Regions from separate parts of the Mus musculus genome. Here region 2 is linked to region 1. Evidence: chromatin contacts called from public Micro-C data. All regions are on one chromosome and are shown on one strand. Each heading gives the region's core, a stretch centred on a gene start, on an enhancer-like site or on the middle of the called end of the contact. The rest is flanking DNA. Distances are from core to core; before and after follow the strand shown. Region 1 holds the start of Zfp451 (zinc finger protein 451). Region 2 overlaps Dst (dystonin).

Region 1 (2,700 bases), core at 155-2,654:
TTTTCTTTAGCTCCTCCAAACCCAAGAGGGCTCCTTAGCTTCTTTCCTAGAATACTGTTTTACCTGTGTCCTGCCAGCTGCTTCTCTGTTGTTCCTGCAAGCCCAATCTCTGACCCCAGACAAGGGGGAAGAGAAGGGAGGGGGAGAGGGAAAAGGAGAGGAGGAGGGGAAGAGAGAGAGAGAGAGAGAGAGAGAGAGAGAGAGAGAGAGCTCTATCACAGGTCCAATTTTCAATTTTGCTTATATAAAAAGTATCTCCTCCCCTAAACCCTACACAGGCTCCAACCCTGTCAGTAAGGTCTGAACCATTTTACATTCACAGAAGGGTAGCTAGCGGCAACTGACAAAGGAAATATCTATTTAACCTTTTTTGTTTGTTTTTTGGTACAGGGTTTCTTTTTGTTTTTTTGTTTTTTTTTTTTTTTGAGACAGGGTTTCTCTGTGTATTCCTGGCTGTCTTGGAACTCTCTCTGTAGACCAGGCTGGCCTTGAACTCAGAAATCCGACTGCCTCTGCCTCCCAAGTGCTGGGATTAAAGGCGTGCGCCACCACCGGCCCGGCTCGGTTTTATTTTATAAGAGTCCAAGTGTATCTTGAAAAATTACATTATACCCCTGGGATTTAGCTGCTTTTACTTTCCCGCTGAACTCTGTACTCTAGTTTTACTCCTTGCTCCTCTCTCTGGTCCTTGAGTGAGACTGAATATTTACTAGCACCGGGAGATAGAAAACATGAGAGAGATTGAGTAGCTCAAGTGCTTCAGGTCTTGGACTTCACTTAAACCTATCCATCCATCTATCGATCCATCCTTCCTTCTGGCCCGAAACAAAGACCACTGAGCATTGCTTTCATAGCAGTATGATCACTAAAGGTCTGAAAGGGTTAACTGACATTACTAGGACTGTTTTGCCCACACCTCTGTGTTCCACTCTCCAAGTAATTAACCTATCAACTCAACCTAGCCTGAAAAGAACAAGGGAGAAACAGGAAAGGCTAGGGGCAGCCCTCTGGAACCTTATCAGTAATGCTACTTTTAGTTTACAGGAACCTGTGGACAACAAGGAAGCCCCTTTGTGAGACTTCTGCGAGAATTAATGACCTCTCAGGAATGCCATATATAAGCTCTTGCCCTTGCTTTGCCAAGATGTAATTGGGAGGAAAAAGTCTTCCATGTTTTCATCTGCCTTGCTTGTTGCCAGTGGGGCTCTTTTCCTGTCAGTGTCTCTAAGTGAAAGGCGGCAGCGGAACGAGAATTGGCGTGGACTCAAAACTACATCAAGACCCTCACCACCTCCTCCTGCCATCTTCCGGAGATGCAGATGAGCGCCGAGCTCCGGATCCTCGCCACCTTTCCCCGCCACGCGGTCGTCAGCCTCGAGACCGGCGGAAACTACGACTCCCAGAATCCCTCGCGGGGCGGGAGGAAGGCGGGGAGCGTACAAAGCGGCGCTGGAAGCTAGCGGCAGTGAGGCCGCGCTTGGGGTCCGGCAGCTTGGCGTCCCCGCGGCCTGAGGCGTCAGCTGCGTGGGCGCTCACGCAGGGCGGGTCGCGCGGCGCCGGGCGAGAGGGAAGTCGTGGCGGCGGCGTCGGGAACAGCAGCGGCGGCGGCGGGAGCGTGGTGCTGACAGGCCGTGGGAGAAATGGGAGACCCAGGGCCGGAGGTGAGTGGTGGCGGCCCGGGCCTTGGCTCCGCCGAGCCCGACCCCGAAAGGTTTGGTTTGTCTTCTCAGCTTTGGGCTCAGCCGGGCGGCGGCCTCGGGCGAGTGCGGGGCCTCCGGGCCTGGTGCACGTCTGCGTGGAGTCCTCAACAATGGCGGTCCGGCCGCCCCCAGCCCCTGGCCGCCCTAGCCGAAGCAGCCGCAGCCCCGAGGGTGAGAAGGGCTTGGAGGCAGGCTGGCCTTGTACTTGAAGCCTGCATCCCCGACCCCGGGGGTTTAGAGCCTGCATCCCTGCCCCTGTAAGAGGCGGGGAGGGGAATTGTGGCAGCTCGCCTGGGAAGCTAGGTCTCTGCAGCTCCAAGACGGCTTAGCACGCCCGGCCTCCTCCATGCAGTTCCCTGGGCTGGATTTCCGCTTGGTCCTGCTGCTTCCCCTCAGGGGCTTTTGTCTTTAATCGATCCTTTTGGGGAGAATTTCTTCCTGCGATCTTGTGGCTGAATCGATAAGCGTGTTTTGGCTTTTGTTTATAGATAATAGAATCTGTCCCACCAGCTGGGCCCGAGGCATCAGAGTCTACCACGGATGAAAACGAAGATGACATTCAGTTTGTTAGTGTAAGTAGAGACAGACAATCGCGGTTTGCTGGAGTGAAGTGTGGTAAGCCATTGTATGATTAAGCCCCACCAGACAGGCAGTCATCACTCAACAGACTCAACAGATAGTCATGAATGGCGAATAGCTGTCGCACACTGATGCTGGGGACTTTCACCCTAAGGGATACCTCAGTGCTTGGGGCTACCTGAACAATTGGAGTAGGCATCCGAATTGTTTTGTGCTTCCTGGTACTGCCCAGGGCTTAACTTCTGTCCAAGAAAGAAGACACACAGGACTAGTTAATGCCAGGAGGTTGGAAGTAAGGCCTGCAAAGAACATTGCATCTTAGCATGATGTATCCTCTAATCGCTGAGGACTTCCCTAACGTCTGAGGTCATCTTGTTACATCACAGAAAATTGTTGGTCACAATGGGGAGGCCTGTGTCAC
Region 2 (2,737 bases), core at 12-2,511, 130 kb before region 1:
GCAAGATTTTATGGTGAGATGTGACTATATTTGATGAATGACACTTAAAAAACAGGCATGAAGGCCTGTCGCAAGTGAGAAGGCAGTGCAGAGAGGTGTGAGAAACAAAGAGGATCATGGGAGAAGCCAGGCAGGAAAGCAAGCAGAGAGGTGGGGCCAGGGACACAGGAAGCCGAAGACAAAAGAACAGGAGGGGCTTTGAAAATTGAAGTCATACTAAAGACCTAAACACTTCTTCAGTATCTCAGCTGCAATCCTTACAGCTTTTCCAATGGCCACTATACACTCAGAGTTGTTAAGACACAAAAATAAGCTTATAAGGTTAAGAGACAGAGCTGGGTTGTGGTGGCAGCAATGGCACAGGACTTTAATCCCAGCACTCAGGAGGCAGAGGCGGGCAGATCTCTGAGTTTGAGGCCAGCCTGGTCTAGCTTTATAGCTAGTTCCAGGACAGCCAGAGCTACACAAAGAAACCCTGTTTCAAAAAATACCAAGAAGGAGGGAGGGAAGGAGAGAGAGAGAGGGAGGGAGGAAAGGAGAGAGAGAGATCGATCAAGTAAAAGATGGAAACACATAGAAACTGAACTGCCAACACAGTGGGGGAGGGAGGATGTGTGGCAACACAATCTTACAACTATGTCTGTTATCAAGGGCATCCTCCAAATATCTGTTCTCAAAGAACAGCTTCATCTTGAGGTCCACCTATTTCTGGACTGTTTCTGGAAAAAGATTCCTGAGGTTGATGCCAGCCCTATCCTAACTTGGGCAGTCTCAGCCACAGAGTAGATACTGTAGCACTGGCTCAAGCAGAGAACAGACTGGACTGAGAGGAAGCAGCAAGACAAGCCTGCGGCACGCAGAGGCCCGGGTCTGCACAGCCACCAAGGGCATGGTTGCATAAAACACAGGAACTGGGGTAAAGGTCCCAAAAAACCCCGGCAAGTCCTCCTGTATCACCCTACTCCCCAGTGCTCTGCAACCTGCCCCAGATCTAGCAACTAGAAAGAACCACTCGATATGAAATAACTCCGGTTGTTAAACATTTTAAACATCAATATCTCTACCAATGAATGAAGTTAATCAGGGCTACTGAAGTTTGGTGCTGAAGCTCCGAGCAGGACTTCAAATCCCAAAGGTAATGAAAGGGAGGCAGCAGCAGTCAGTCAGGGGTAGATGTTTGGCCAAGACTCCCTATCAAGCCCCCCAGACTGGCTGCTATGCAGGAACCAAAGAGCAGAGGTCCCGGCATACACTGCGCTGGTCAGAAATGTCTCCAAACCGCCCCAGCCCCATCACTGTGCACAGGAGAGGAAGGGCTGACTGATGCTCCTGACTATGTTATGGGAACGAGCTTTTGGCCCCTGCTGAGATGAAGTGTATATTTGGTCTGTGTTCAAGACTTAAATGCTTTTCTGGCAGTACATTCTCTTTCAAAATCTGCTTACTCTGGAGGTGTACTTATCAGAAAGCTGGGGGGAGGGGATGCAGAGGGAGTTGTCCCATGACCTAACAGCCGCTGATAATGTATTCTGAGTAAAGAGGAGAAACGGGGAGCAGGACGCAGGCTTCCCGGCAATCGGAGGTCAATGCGGTCACTGAGAAATGCTGTGCAGTGAGTTTTTGTCACAGCCCCTTACAGTGTCCAGTTCTCCTGCTCTCCCTCCATTCGCCACACCCCCTCAGCACTGGGCGGAGCACGGCACAGACTTCAGCATGCCACGCCCACTCTGCACTCTGTGGAGGCGCAGCCTAGATCTCAGCAAGCACTGCACCGGGGGACCCTTTCCTGGGAGGATGCTACTGAGTCTGAAGCAGTGGCTAAAGCTATCATGATGTTGTACAACCTTCCCTGGAGTCTCCCTGATATTCCAGCAAGAACTACGAACTTTCCAACCTCCACCCCTTGACTCTGGTTGGCTTCCCCAGTTCGTGAACTTGACTGGAGTTTGTTCCAGTGTGACTTTTTGTAGCGTTCTTCAGCCTGACGTACTCAGAATGCGTTCACGGCCATGATAACTCCACCCCCACACCGACTCCACCACCCCACCACTGTCGGGTTCTGTTTCTCCTACCTACGTTCTTTCAGACTCTCCACAGGTTTTGACTTTGGTTCTTTTACCTGTCTGACATGCTCAGAAAATACTGATCACAAAACATAAGTCCTCCTATAAATGTACCATTTATGTCTGAACTAAAAATCTGTCTGAATGACCCTGCTCTATCTTTCTAAAACATCCTTCCAAAACAATCCCTAGCAGTAACACAGATCCTACTTATCTTCCTAGACTGATAGAGATTTAGCAAGGATTCCGATAGATAGTATTTCAAATGCACATCTTTCTAACTGAATAATTTTCCAACATATGGCTCCACCATTCTTTATTATATCACTAACTCAAACTGAGATACTTTAAATTTTAATTGTATGGAATACAAGAAGCAAGGTATATGTGTGTGTGTGTGTGTGTGTGTGTGTGTGTTTCCCTAGGCTAGTTGGTTGTTCCTTTGTCTGTTGTTGTTGTTGTTTGTTTGTTTGTTTGTTTGGCACAGGCTAGAGTCACTGGGAAAGAAGGACCATCAATTGAGAACATGCTATCATCAGATTGGCCTATAGGCCAAGTCTATGAGGATATCTTCCTAGTCAATGACTGATGTGGAACAGCCAGGCCACTAGGGGCAGTGCCATCCCTGGGCAGGCAGTACTGGGAGGCATAAGAAAGGTAGCTCACCATGAAGC

What was found. A called contact is a pair of places that touch in the nucleus more often than the background predicts.
Region 2: a contact with region 1 is called in a Micro-C map of embryonic stem cells, with 3 times the contacts expected there. The contact joins the enhancer-like site here to the promoter of Zfp451 in region 1. A contact is called at or near these places in 3 of 39 promoter capture datasets (3T3-L1-derived adipocytes, embryonic stem cells and second pharyngeal arch cranial neural crest), 4 of 484 Hi-C or Micro-C datasets (embryonic stem cells, forebrain and uterus), 3 of 115 datasets of contacts at active chromatin or transcription factors (bone marrow-derived macrophages, embryonic forebrain and forebrain) and 1 of 9 other capture datasets (adipose tissue).

Annotation. Positions count from the first base shown.
Region 1 is chr1:33,813,299-33,815,998 of GRCm38.p6, reverse strand. It overlaps Zfp451 (zinc finger protein 451), which reads left to right and starts at 1,404. Exons shown (of 15, transcript NM_133817.3): 1 at 1,404-1,661; 2 at 2,189-2,272. The coding sequence starts at 1,641.
Region 2 is chr1:33,944,110-33,946,846 of GRCm38.p6, reverse strand. All of the region lies in intron 2 of Dst (dystonin), which reads right to left. Among named protein-coding and RNA genes, the nearest start is that of Dst, 37 kb to the right of the region's middle. Within about 2 kb of position 1,261, at least 65 of the 459 cell types and tissues checked have an H3K27ac peak or open chromatin away from gene starts, as enhancers often do. A contact at or near this core is called in adipose tissue, embryonic stem cells, forebrain and 1 more, where this site is marked.